2 separate regions of the Triticum aestivum genome follow, and region 2 is linked to region 1. A link is a contact called in public Hi-C data. All regions are on one chromosome and are shown on one strand. Each heading gives the region's core, a stretch centred on a gene start, on an enhancer-like site or on the middle of the called end of the contact. The rest is flanking DNA. Distances are from core to core; before and after follow the strand shown. Region 1 holds the start of LOC123140281 (alpha,alpha-trehalose-phosphate synthase [UDP-forming] 1). Region 2 has its middle 210 kb from the start of LOC123140333.

Region 1 (7,075 bases), core at 2,824-5,323:
AATATAAACACACACATATGAATATCCTTACAGACTAAATTTGGAACCAATCGATAGCTGATCACTTACCTCACTCAATATCAAAACTCCTTTTTTTGATCCCTGGCATGCAACATATTCGTAGCTTACAAGATTCATGCCATCCCTCAGTGATGTTACAAGAGCCACATCTAAGCAAAACAGAGGAAATGCACAGCTCAAGCATGATAAAAGCACTAATATTTTGAACAAAAGAGTGCTAATAAAGTCCAACTTTCAATATCAAGAGAGCTGCCAGGAATTACCAGTGACTGCATAAAGAGCACACAAGGCATGGAAATCAAGAGATCGATCCTGCAAGGAGCAAATTATTTTAGATGAAACGAAATAGTTTGCCAAAGAGCTATTTAAAAGATAGCACAAAGAATTTAGGTCATAAGATAGCACAAAGAGCTATTTAAAAGCTAACCAGATGATGAATAGGAACAGCAGACAATGTTCCAAATCGTCCATTTATGCGCCCAACAATTTCATGCACTTGGCTTGTAAGCTTCTGATCTGCTCAAGAAACAAGGAAGTGCTATAAGAACTGCAACCAAATCTATATTGTTTAAGAGGAATGATATTTTAAAAAGAGACAGCAAGCTGACGAATTGAAAACTATGTGTATGAACAATCATATGTCAAACATATGATGCACTACATATGCTGAGTGGCAAGAACAAAATACAGAAATGTTCTTACACTCAGGGACGTCAGTTCTAGTTGGCACAGCAATTTGAAGCAGAACCACTTTATCAATCCATTCAGGGTTTTCCTCAAGAAACTTTTCAAAGGCCAAAATCTTTTGGGGAATTCCTTTGATCATGTCAAGTCGATCAACACCAAGCATTACCTATGACAATAACCAGGAACAAATACTCTGTAAGACTACAAGAGACGTCGATAAATTATTGAATTTTCAACAAAAGAAAGATAGGTCAATCAAAAAGATATCATTAGTATGGTTTATAAGTTTGTAGGTCAAGATCTAATGTCCTACATTAGAATAACAGGACAGAAATGGAAGTGTGGGTTTCAAGGTGGCATTTATGAGTTAGAACCGCTAAAATGTGCCAGGTAGATCTGGAAATTTCAAAAATACAATAGCAGCATCCTATCAGCTGTTTGGAAATTTCAAGTGTTTTCTCACCTTCCGTCCCGCAAATCGCTGTTTCAATTCATTGACATGTCTTTTTGCTGCATCAATGTCCAACGCCCTTTTGAAACGATCAGAGTCTATCCCAATAGGAAACTGAAGATTTCAGCCACGTGAGTAAAAAGAATCACCCATTTTCCAAATAACAAATTGGATATTGTATAAATCATCGTAATGAGATGTAGGAATAGGTGAAATCATGAATAGCTTAACAACTAATGGTATTTCACAACGAGGAGAGGCCCTAGTGAAGCACCGCCACTGATCCCAAACATGTCGGATAAACAAACTAATTAACATAAAAGTTCTGATGTGTACCGCTGCAACCCGTGTTAACTTTCCCTGGTCCTCCACACCTTCAGGGGTACCCTCGAGTCCGAGTATCCTGGTACATGCGCTCACGAAATGCCTTGCATAGTCGTATGTATGAAATCTGAAGAAGAAAATCAGTCAGAGCTAAGAACAACTTGTAAAGAAACCATTACTTATAAAAAGCAAGATGCATGCTCACCCGACTAAATCAGCGCAGAGCACGGAGCGAAGCAGCTCCGAGCGTGATGGCAGGGTGCGGTAAATCTCCGAGGAAGGGAACGGCGTGTGCAGGAACCACCCGACCTTCATGTTGATGTCATGCTCCTTGAGGCACCTGGGCAGGAACATGAGGTGGTAGTCATGGCACCAGATGACATCCCCTTCCTGGTAGTGCTCGTAGACGACATCAGCAAACATCTGGTTGGCTCGCTTGTACGCGTCGAACTGCGACTCGAAGTTCCTCGTGGTTGCCAGCCTGTCCTCCTGCGGCAGCCCCAGGTAGTGGAAGAGCGGCCAGAGTATGTTGTTGCAGTAGCCGTTGTAGTACTGGTGCACGATCTCCTCGTCCAGGAACACTGGTATGCATCTCTGTTTTGTTTGATCAGCAGAAACAGATATGGTTTCAGTCACTAGAACGAACTAGAGCGGTAAAAACACAGAAAGCACTGTTCTATTGGTTCAGTTGACACCAAATATGTTCTAGATTCTGTGGATTGCAACGAACCTTCTCGGCGAGTGCATTGGTGAGAGCCTGCTGGCCGACCTCGTCGGGGACGTTCACACCGGCCCAGCCAATCCACTTCGCGTCGACATCCTTCACACCTGCGAATTCAGAAAAATTCAGTACATGCAGCTACTAGTGCAGGATTCTGATGCATGCGTCGCTCCGGCGCATGACATTGAGGAGAAGGGATTACCGAGGAGCGCGCTGACGAGGCCACCGGCGCTGATCTCCAGGGACCACTGATCCTCGCCGCGGCGATTAGCGGAGACGGGGAGGCGGTTGGCCACGACGAGGAGGCGCTGCTTCATGCCGCGGAGGCCGAGGCGGCGGAACCCGCTGCGGGGACCGGAGAGCGGCGGCCGCGGGGCGTGGCCCCCCGACCCGCCACCGCCGGCGTCGTCCATGCTGGCGTGCGGGCCGCCCTCGGGGCGCGACTGGGCGCCGCAGTCGGCGAGGGAGGCCGCGGCGGGCTCCACGACGTCCGTGTCCATGGCGTCGGGGGACGCGGCCGTGGGCAGGTGGTGGCGCCGGCCGCTGCCCCGGAGCATGCGGTCGATGGCGCTCGGCGAGGCGCCGCCGTCGTTGGAGAAGGGCGAGGAGTCGGGGGCGTTGGAGGACGGGGTCGGCATGGCTTCGTCGCCCAGCCTGCTTCTTCTTCTGCTGATGATGTTGGTGCCCGCGGCGTCAGCGCTCATGGACCGCCGCGACGACTCCCCCGCCGGCTGATTCGGCCTGCAGCATTAGGCGGGCGCACGCGGTGAGCGACGGCGGCGCGACACGGCGGAGAAACGAGACGGCCCGTCATCACTCATGGGCGGCGGGCGGCGGCGGGCGGCGGCGAGCGACGAACGGCGAACGGCGACGGCTCTGTCTCCCGCCCGCGAGAGCGCGCGCGTCCCGAGGAGGAGGCGCGGCTGGCCTTAATTGCGCTGCTTTTCCTCTCGCGCTGGCTCCCGTGTTGCGTTGTGTGACTCGTGTGCGCAGCGGCTCGCTCGCCACGGACCCTGTTAAAACGGCGCGGGGTGGGGCCCTTGCGTCAGTGGGATAGCCGTCAGCCAGGAGCACGGGCCTAGTCAAGCGCGCCGGGCCGCAGAAAATCCTCTTTTATTACGCCCACCGTTCGTCATACACACACGCCCCCCAAATTCCTCCCCCTTTTTGTTTTCACAAAAAGTTTCAAGCGCAAAAACCGTAATCACGTTCCCGTTCTATTTTTCCCTAAAAAAAACTTTTTAAAAAAAACTCTACTACTAACAACAGGAAAATAAGCTTAGCCAAAAAAAAAATCTCTACAACAGAAATCGAATGCGATTACAAGACCCGGAGAAGGCCGGATCGTGATGGCGTTCACGGCCCATACGGACCGGCCACCCTGGTCACGCCATGCCCCCGGCATCGGAACTACTGCTGCCAATCTAATCTACTAGTCCCCGATGAGATCGGCGGGAACCGCCCTGCCCGCCGGCCGGGATCCATCCAAACGAGGCGGCGGCGCCGCACAGGCGAAACGAGAGAAAAAAAAAGGAACGTGGTACGGATGAACAACTCACCCAGATCGGTCGCCGCCTCGCGCTGCTCTGGGCTCGTTGCTGCAATGGGATCCGACTCCGGCCGGCTGGTGATAACAAGAGAGGAGATGAGTCCGGGGGATGGGAGGGGACTGCAACAGACTAGCAGAACAGAACACACTAGGGAGGGAGAGAGGGGGGAAGGGGGGTGGTACCTCATGCAACATGCAGCAGGGCCGTCATGCCTCGAACTCGCACTCTTGTTTGAGAGCACGAGCGATGTGTGCAGGTCGGGGTGGGGGCGATTGGCACCTTTTTATAGGATCGCTGGGATCCAGCTAGCGGCACCTCCCCCTCGGCCAATACACGAACCGTATTTATAAAGAAAGAAAAAAGGAACGAGCCGCGCATGTTTGTGAAATTGCCCCTCCTGCCCCTCAGGGCTGCAACTCTTCGGGCCTAGAGGTGTTTAGTGTAAATCATCGTGTATTCCTGGCCCTGCTTTTAGTTTGCTCTTGTAATGGAATTCTCTAGTAGACTAGTAGAAGAGAAAGGAAATACATGACAATGTACCTTTTTAAGGGATACCATAAAAATGTTCTATATAAGCTAGAGAAATATGTGACTCCTATAAATGAAAACATAAATACCGTTTTTAAAATCATAGTTTATAGTTTATAATGCAAAAAAATAAAAAGTAAGCAATGTACTCAACCATAATTCGTGTTCGTTCATGAACATTCCTAGGAATCCTTTTCTATTTTTAAAATTCCATATTTTCCATATTTCTTAAGTTCTCTGTACAATAGTTTGTCTTCATATTCTTGTTTTCATGTTTTGCAGTAAGTTTCTTCCTTATTCATTTATTTGCTATTCTTCCAGAAAACATTTTTTTACTGTGCTTTCACGTGTGCAAAGTCACCGTTGTGTCATCCATCAAAGTACTTCAACGTCGGGGAGAATGGTATCCCTCGTGTGCGCTCACAACTATGTATGCATGAGGCCTTGGAGAATGGATGTGGGCAACGACGTGGGGCCGGACATGGATGCACCGACCCTCATGGAGTTCATGGTATTATGGCAACGCGATGGAAACATACAAACACAAGTTGGGATTCCGGATGTCATCAAGTGGGCTTGGGAGCCGGGTGGCGCTTACACTGCTCGATCGGCGTACGCAACGTTGTTCATGGGAAGACAACTTGCCCCCATGGCTGATTTCACGTGGAAGTCTAGACACCCCCCCCCCCCTGCAGTGTCGGTTCTTTGTTTGGCTCGCCATGAAGAACCGTTGTTAGACCTCCGATCGTTTGGCTAGACGTGGACTGCCGCATCAGGATACTTGCCCACGTTGCAACCAGGAGGATGAAACCATAAGTCATATCATGTTGCAATGCGTCTTCACGAGAGCCTTCTGGTTACAGCTGTGCACAACTTTGGACAAGCCGGACTAGACCCCCACGCAGACAAGCACCCTCCCTATTTGGATCCTGGCAAGTGCGTCCAAGGCATGCATGACAAGGATTTGCGAGCTTTGCTCACACTGGCCTTTTGGGAGTTGTGGAAGCACTGGAATGGCATTGTTTTTTATGGTGAATCGCCATCTTTGCAGTGGTTGCTAGGCAGGGTTCTTGTTGAGGGTAGAGCTTGGAGGATGGCGGGATTGTAGAGATCACCGGGTTTAGATATCCTCTTCTCGTGGATTCAAATGTGGGTGTCGAATGAGACATAGATTTGTGTGTTAGTGTGGAGTGGACGGGTGTGTTGTAACACCCTCGGTGGAGGGCTCTTGTACCCTTTCTCTGTCTCTCTCTCTCTCTCAACATATATCATATGCATGCTATGTGTATTCGAGAAAAATGAAACGTCGGGGAGAAAGGGAACAAAGTTATATAGTTTTAATAGTTGGGGTTTATGTTATTCATATTCAAATTATTGGACCAAAGTTGGACTCAAGGAATAGTTGTGGGGTGAAATGAATGAATTCCTAGCATGTTTAGAGAAAAAGGCCAAGACAACCCTGCTTCTATAAGAAGAACGGGGGATCCAGCTGGGACTAACTAGCCGGTACAATACAAAACCCAACATCATACATGTCGTTTATTGATAGCAGAAACCACTCAAAAGATATGAACAAGCCCGTCACGTGCACAAGCCAGCTAAAAGCATAAAGAACCCGGAATTAGCCAATGCCTTGACGCATGCCACAGATGAACTACAGCTCCCATCTTCTTACGCATGCATCTTCTCATTGGTTGAGATCATCGTGTATCTATACGATTTGCGTACAACAAAAGCATCCATCGCCCAAGTAAATCAACAAATTTTATGAGACTTTTGAACTAGTGTAGAAGGTTGTTTCAACTCTGGCTTAGGGTTGCTACGTGTCGGCCGGCTTTTAAAAGATCTGCCGCCTTATGAGCGATTGGATGACGAGTTTCGCAACCATCTAATCTCATCCTATAGCCACATTACTTTGCAACAACGAGCATGTTGTGCAAACCCCTTTGCAACACAACCTTTGTTACAATTCCTTGAAACAGGAGCGGTGGGGATGTTGTTGCAAAAAGCCTCTTTTGCAACACAGATGTTGTCACGAAGCCCTCGAATGACTTGCCAAGTCCTTTGCAATATGGATGTTGTTGAAAAAGCCCCTTTGCAACATGATCCTTGTTGCAAAAAACATCTCCGCCAGTACCTGATCGATCGCCATTGCAACCCTTGTTGCAATTGCAGTAGGGGTCTTGTTGCAAAACTCTGTTGCCCCCCACCCCCCCACACACACAAACACCCACCCACCCTTGTCTCCCTCGCACAACTGTGTTAAGCACCTGCCCGCTCATGGACTTGGGACGACGACGCCACGATTGCTGGACGGGGACGGGGGGGGGGGGGGGTCTCGCCATGGAATTGGATGACAGCCACCAGACGGCAGCGCGGCAGCGGGGACGAGGTCAGCAGAGGCAGGCGAACTCCAGTGAGAAGGCGTGCATCCGGGTCTTGTAGCGGCAGTCGAGGTTGAGGCGGTGTCGACGTAGGTTGAACTCGTCTGTGGTCCGCAACTCCTGGAAAAAGAAAGAGACTAGGAAGAGGAGAAAGAGTCGGGGAAGGAAAGGAGGGCGCAACGAGATAAGGTCTGGGTTGAGCGGCGTGTCGCCCCACATGAGACGCGCGGTGCAACGGGGAGGCGGTCAACGCCATGTTGTTATCCGACGACTGAACATGTATCCCTATTTAGTTTGAACTGCATGTTTATTAAATAAATTCATGTGATTATTGTATGTGAAATTTGTTATGCTTTTTTTTGGGGGGGGGGGGGAGGGGGGTGTTCTAAATGATTGTTATTCCCAGTTA
Region 2 (7,217 bases), core at 1,894-4,393, 230 kb after region 1:
AGCATGAAAACAACTAAAAGAGCTCACCTTCTAATGACAGTACAGTTGACAGAGACCTCGATAAACCCCCTAATCTCACTAAATTTCTAATTAAGGTATCTATATGTAATATGTGTGTAAATATAAACTTCCAGATTTGAACCCTCTGAAGCAAGTCTTGCATCCAAATTCTGCTAGCAAGAGGTCTTTCTCATCCACAAGAAGATAAACATATACTTTTCATTTCATAAAGTCTTGTCTTTTCCGTTTGAAAAAAATCATAGACAAAATGGTATACTTACAAATCTTGGCGCAAAATTGCGACCATGTCCGATTAAAAATAGCTTAAAGAGAAATTTTATAAGCTCAAGGTGTATCTAAACCTCTTGTCTTGTCGATATTTTTGTATACTATAAATTCTGAAAATAGATATGCACTCTGAATTACAGAAGTTATCCAAAAGTTCACTCTATATGTCATGATGTTTGGGAGAAACCAAAAAGTGGAAACCTATGGATTTTATATACATATATTTTCTACCACTTGTTCTTTTTCATATATGTCACCCATCTTTGGCTTTTTCTCCCATTTTTCTTTGTGCGATTTTGCATAACATTGTAGTACACTCATGATATTTTCTCTGATAAGTATTTGGGTTTGTGATTTTATTCCCACAAAACCATCCCATGTCTAAAGCTAGAGGGTGGTCCTGCCCCATGCTTAAGCCACAACTTTATAAGAGTTATCACAATTCCCTCCCAGGATGGGTATGATCAGAAGAAAATTTGCTTCAAATTTGGATATAGCATGAAGTGAATTCATGGTTTTGCTTAAATTTTTCATTACCTTTCTGGAGCAAAGAAAACACATCTGAGAAATAAAGTGTGCATGCAGCCAGCATGGTATAGGCATGGATTTTTGCTCTCTAAACTTTAGTGTATCAAAATATTTCCGAGTCTCTCTGAAAATAATGTTTAGCATAGTTAGAATGGAACATAGACTCCGGATATTTCCTTGCAACAAAAGGCAACAGAAAAAGCCACGAAAGGAACATAAAAATGGCAATCCAAAGAAAAGGGACATCACAATGATAGTGGAGAATCGTCCATCGCAGTGGATCAGATCATTTGTACCTCACTCGATGCTTACAAGAAGTCACTCAATATCATAGCCACCGCTGAAAACACATAGTTGCAAGGACTTTACCTTTCCATATCTCGTGTGAAATATCTCCCGATTCTTTGCGTGCAAGCACTCGAGGTAAACCGCACCGAGGACGATGGTACCGATCTCCTTCAAACTACGAGGACGACAGGGTTAAGGGTTTTTGCTTTGTCTCTTTTGATATGGCGGAAACAATTAGCAAGTATTGAGAGCCCTATAATAAGTTACAAAAATAGGTGAAAAATAATTCGTGATAAACTTGTCAATGCAATTTTGGTAAAAAGGTACGTATGACCACATGAGAGCTACGGGACACACTATGAGTTATGCAACCTTCTGGCTACCGAGAAAGAAAACAAAAATCATCACGGGATTTTTCCTGTCATATTTGACATGGACATGCTAGCTGCTCGCATCCATTCTTTACATATACATGGATCTTTCTTATCTTTGAAACAGTAGTTCGGCACTCAAAAGATACTCTTCTTGCTAAGTTTCGAAAACGAGATTGTTTTTTTTTATGAAAGCAATCTCATGGGATATTGTGTATGTACTCATATACATGCCAGGTCGAGACCCACTAGATTATTAGCCTATCATGCACGGTGCTGATCGTTAAGTAGTGTATGTGACAACTTCCACGGCATTTGCCAAGGGACCGCCCCTGCATCTGCATGCACAGAGCTTCCACAATGCCATCATTTTCTCGTACTATTCTCCCGGGCGGGCGGGGCCGGGGCTGACATCACGACGCGCCGCGGCTGGAAACGGAAAGCAGACTGGGCAGCGGCATGCATGCATGTGCCCCTGCGATCCACGGAGGAACCGAACCAAATCCTCATCGGTAATCGCGCCCCGGCCGGGCGCGCGACACCGCCACCTTTTATCCGATCTCGCCCAGATCTCGGCGCGGACACACGCGCGCGCGGTGTCAGTCAGTGTGGTACGCTACTGCTAGTGCTAGTGCTACTTGGAGGTGGCAGTACTGCCATGCGTATGCATGTTGCAACTTGTTGTGGTTTTATGCCTGGGGTGAGTGAGATCACGATCGAATCCGCGGCCCCTTTTCCTGGCATCGATCCGTCGTCCCGAGCAACTTGCAAAAGCTTGAGAATTGCAAAAAAAAAAAAAAAAAAAAAAAAAAAACTTGCAAAAGCTTGATGTGTTGCAGCGCTAGACAGTACCAAGTACCTTGCGTAGTTCCTCCCCTTTTCTTCCTTTTATGAGGATAAACGAGCTAGCTACCTGTAGCCGATAATATTCGAACCTGCATTCACCAGCAGTACAGTTTTCTACAGAGGACCCGTCGCTGTGACCTGTGAGAATGACACGCAAGGCTTGCATTATGTGCGTTTACATATATAGAACCGTCACATAGTACTACATTGAATCTGCGGCCCTTTTTGTGGCATCGATCCATCGCCAGGCCAACTTGCAAAAGGAAAAGGTTGATGTGTTCCAGTGCAGCGCTAGATAGATAGTATTGCAGGAGCAGTACCAATTACCTTGCGTGACCCCTCCCATTTTCATCCTTTCGGGAGGATAATATTCGAACAAGCATAGCATGCAGCAGTACAATTTTCTTGTCTACAAGATACTTTTTTTGAATATCAGTACAGACACAAGCGCTCATACATATGCGCATACCTCTGAAAGACCGAGCAGTCACCGTAGGCGTCTCGTCGTCGACGGGAACGTCTCCTCCCACTGAAAGCGCATCGCCGAAAATCCTGAAATAAATTCAGAAATAATGCGAACACCAGACTTGAACCCTGATGGGCTGAACCACTGTCCCTCTAACCATCCAACCACAGGTTGGTTCGCTGTCTACAAGGTACTTGTCTCTGTGAGAATGACACATAAGGCAGTACGTGCGTACACTAGCAGATCCTACGAAGGAGTATACATATAGATTTCGAAATACTTCTACTACTACACCTGTGGACTGTCGTGCATGGACTACAGCTAGCTAGCGCGTGTGGTGGTGCGTAGCCTGGCCCTGGCCCTGGCCCTGGGCGTGCATGCAAGTGGCAGGGCGCGTGCGTATCCCGCCCCGCCACGTGTCGGGAATGTGCGTGGCGGCAGATACATCGAGATCATTCGCTCCTCCGGCCATGCCACGATCGATCAAGGCATGCTTTTATCGGAGAGATGGACTCATGGACACGGACGTGCCGGATATGACGAGATCGCCGGTCGAATGCCCTGCCGGGAACACGAGAGGGACAAAAATCACCCATCTCCGTGGAAGCACGTGGACTTCATCTGGTGCAGAAGCTTCAAGCAAGCGACGTTTTTTTTCCTGAACTGAAACAGGGCGCCCCTATATCTCGCCTTCAGCGACACAGGACAAGGGCGCATCTAGTGGGGTGCCTTGGGTGCCATGTCACCCCCTCCAAAATTACAAAATAAATTTTTCTATATACTTAAGAGTAAATATTCATTGAGTTGTTGCTATTTTAAGACTTTTTGTTGAGACTATAATGATGTTTAGTGTAAATTTAGAACTATGGAACCGCCAATTCTGCGGTTCTAGGTCCGACACTGACACGAGAGGAACCATCGCTGAAGGGTGGTTCGAGTTGGGCCGGCCCAGGCTCCCGGGAACAACAACCTATTTTTTCTTGCCTTTTCATGTGTTTTTTTCTTTTGTTTATACTTCCAATATTGTAAGTAAATATATTTTTAAAACTATTCTACATAAAAAATATTTGAAAAATGTTGACCAAAATGCGTTAAATATGATTAAAGAAATAGTGTATCCCATAAAAAATGTGTATACAAAAAAATCTGTATGAAACAATTTGATCGTGTATTAGAAAATGTTAATCAAGCATTTGAGAAAAAGTTGAATAAGTGTCTGAAAAATCTAAATCAAGCACTGGGATAATGTTAAATGTGTACAGAAAAAAAATGTTGGCTAGGTATTTAAAATATGATTAAAACAATTGATCGTTTATATAAAAAATTGTTCATAGAGCATTTGAAAAAATTTAGATGTGTATAGAAAACTTGTTGACCATGTATTAAAATTTTCATATAAAAGTTGCTCATGTATATAAAAAATGTTAATCAAACATTTGAAAAAATGTTGAATAAGTATTTGAAAAAAAATATGTTACTCAATCATTTGAAAAATGTAAGATGTGTATAGAAAAGATGTTGAGCATGCATTCAAAATTTGATCATGTATATATAAATGTTAATCAAACATTTGAAAAAAATGAACAGTTATTTGAAAGAAATGTTAATCAAGCATTTGAAAATGTAAATGTGTTTTGAAAAATGTTGACCATCTATTCAAAAAATGTAAATATTGTATTTAAAAAAGGTTAACCAAGCATTTGAAAAATGATAATGTGCATAAAAAGTGTGGACCATGTGTTAGGAAATGTTAATTAAGCATTTGAAAAGGTTTAAAACTGTGTATATGAAAGATGTTGACCATGTAATAAAAATCTTAATCTTGTGTTTTAAAAAATGTCAGTCAAGCATTTGAAAAATGTTAAAATTATTCTTAGAAAAATGTTGTACATGCATTATAATATGTTAAGTTTGTATTGAAAATTGTTAAGCGTGTATTAGAAAAATATTGTTCACATATACAAAAATATAGAATGAAAACCAATAGGAAACGTAGAACCAAAAAGTAAAAAGGAAAAGAGACCAAATAAACCAGTGGAAAAAAAATAAAACCACAGAAATGAATGCAAACAGAATGAAAAGACTGCTAAAAACAATGAAAAACAAAAACAAAATAAATAAAATGGAGATGATATGACAAAACCTAAGAATAAAGAGAAAATAGAAAAACTCAGAGAAAACCAAACAAAATGAAGAAAAATAAAAAAAAGTAAAAACAGGGAAAGAATATTTCCCATTATTAAACATGTTAATCTCATATTTAAAAGTTGTTAATCAAGCATTTAAAATGTGAAATGTGTCTTAGAAAATGTATTAGATACATACAAAAAACTTGTATAGAAAAACAATGAAACCTGAGAGAAAACAAAGAAATCTATTGAAAAACGACAAAGAAACCAAAAAAACCGAATAAAACAATAAAAAAGAAAAAAATCAGGTAAAACGTGAGAAAGAAATAAAGAAACTAAAGAAAAACAACAAAAAGGAATGAAAAGAGAGAAACCAGAGGAAAAACGAAGAAAACCCCGTGAAAGAACGAAAAAAAGGAGAATCATTTTGAAAACCGTGTCAAGTATGTCTCGCCTCGATTAATTATCAAGAACTGGACAAGGCGTAATGGCTAGCAGCGGGGGTGATCACCGAAAATTTCACGTTAATTTGAGAGAAGCAGGAATCAAACTCATCACGTCCAAGTAAATGCACAGAAGGGTTAACCACTGCACCAGCCTCAGTCTACTGATTATTGGAGGAAAGCACAACTCTTTAATCTTTCATACAGTACAAACATTAAATATATGCTATTACTTAATACCCTGTATAAATTATTTGAAAAAAGGAAACATCAATTTGGAAAGGCATTGGTATAAGCCATGAATTGAAAGGAAAAGTTCGCAAAAATGTAAAAAGTTCATGAATTCATAAAAAGTTCATCGAATTTGAAAAAAGTTCATAGAATTTCAAAACAAATGTTCATAGAATTTGAAAAAAATGTTCATCGAATTTGAAAAAAAGTTCAAAAAATCACGAAAATTTTCATTTATTTTCAAAAAAGTTCACGCATTTAAAAAAAAGTTTACGAATTTTAGAAAAAACGTGCAATAAAGAAAACAAAAAAGATGAAAAAAAGAAAAGAGAATAAACCGAGCTGAAGAATAAAAACAGAAAAATAAACTACTTTAACACTTGCGGGTGGATAGCCTGGTGGCTTGAACCGAACCCTTACTACGAAAGGGTTGGGAGCCCCTGTCCCCTTTTGCAAATTGCACTGTAACGGGCACCTGCAGCGCAAATAAGAAATGCCTTTCTCTCCTTTCCCTTCTCCATTTTGTTTTAACTGAGTGTGAATGGGCCGGCCCAATAACTGTAAACGCTTGGCCCATGTGAGATATATGAATGGAAAAAGGAAAGGGACAAGGGCGGTCGTCACTTGGCACGAAGGCCGCTGGCCGCCAACATGGGCCTTTGTATCAGGATTCCAAGTGTGGGATTTCCCGACCGCACAGCTTGGACTTTCCTTTTTATTTTCCATATCAGGTTCTTGAATATGTTTTTTCATCCGTTGACAGTAGAGCACTTGTGCAGAGACCTCCTAATCCCCGCGTGTTTCGGAGTATAACCCCCAGACGCGGCGATCCTATCTCTCACGTAGGTCGGGGAATAGGCAGCAAACACGACCCGACCCTCACCCCCACAAACACACAATTGCTCGCATTGATGTAGGCTGACACATTGAGGAATTCCACGTGCCATTCTCCCACCAGTTTTGGGAAAGTCCCTGAATCTGTTTTCCTTTTCTATGTGTTTTTCCTTTTGGGTTTATTTTTTGTTCTTTTCTTTTCCTTTTTATAAGTTTTTTCTTCCATTTTAAATTCACATTAGGTTTTAAACTCAGGAACATGTTTGAAATCCTTGAACAATTTTTGAATTCATTTTTAAAACAAATTGGGATTAATTTTAGTTCCGCAAAAAAACACGAACAATTTTATAATCGACATGTTTAACTGATGCACATTTCTCATATGCGAAAAAATATATAAGTTCAGAAAAAAAATCTAAAAAGGAGTATGCAAACAATTTTTGATATTCATGAATATTTTTCTGGATTTTCAAATATTTCTAAAATTCATGAACAGTTTTTAAAATCAGGAACATTTTTTAATTTCAGGAGCAATTTTGCAATTTCTCTAACGTTTTTTAATTAAAAACATTTTTAAAATGAGCGACATTTCTTCAAATTCACTACTGTTTCCTGAATTGGCGAAATTTTTGGAATTTGTGAGCAGTTTCTCAAATTCATGAAGATTTATCGAAATGGCAAACATATTATAAGCCGGCAAATTTTTTCCAATTTCGCAACATTGTTTACAATCCGTTACCTTTTTTGAATTCACGAATTTTATTAATTCATGAATATTTTTAAAATTCTGAAC

Evidence for each region. A called contact is a pair of places that touch in the nucleus more often than the background predicts.
Region 2: a contact with region 1 is called in a Hi-C map of leaf, with 7 times the contacts expected there. The contact joins the enhancer-like site here to the promoter of LOC123140281 in region 1. A contact is called at or near these places in 4 of 5 Hi-C or Micro-C datasets (leaf and an unstated tissue) and 1 of 1 datasets of contacts at active chromatin or transcription factors (leaf).

The regions. Positions count from the first base shown.
Region 1 is chr1B:589,136,717-589,143,791 of IWGSC CS RefSeq v2.1, forward strand. It overlaps LOC123140281 (alpha,alpha-trehalose-phosphate synthase [UDP-forming] 1), which reads right to left and starts at 4,074. Exons shown (of 19, transcript XM_044559906.1): 1 at 3,937-4,074; 2 at 3,764-3,828; 3 at 2,407-2,945; 4 at 2,214-2,311; 5 at 1,689-2,077; 6 at 1,496-1,610; 7 at 1,172-1,273; 8 at 724-874; 9 at 449-537; 10 at 285-333; 11 at 70-170. The coding sequence starts at 3,948.
Region 2 is chr1B:589,371,563-589,378,779 of IWGSC CS RefSeq v2.1, forward strand. No RefSeq gene overlaps it. Among protein-coding and RNA genes, the nearest start is that of LOC123140333, 210 kb to the right of the region's middle. Within about 2 kb of position 3,144, at least 2 of the 8 cell types and tissues checked have an H3K27ac peak or open chromatin away from gene starts, as enhancers often do. A contact at or near this core is called in leaf, where this site is marked.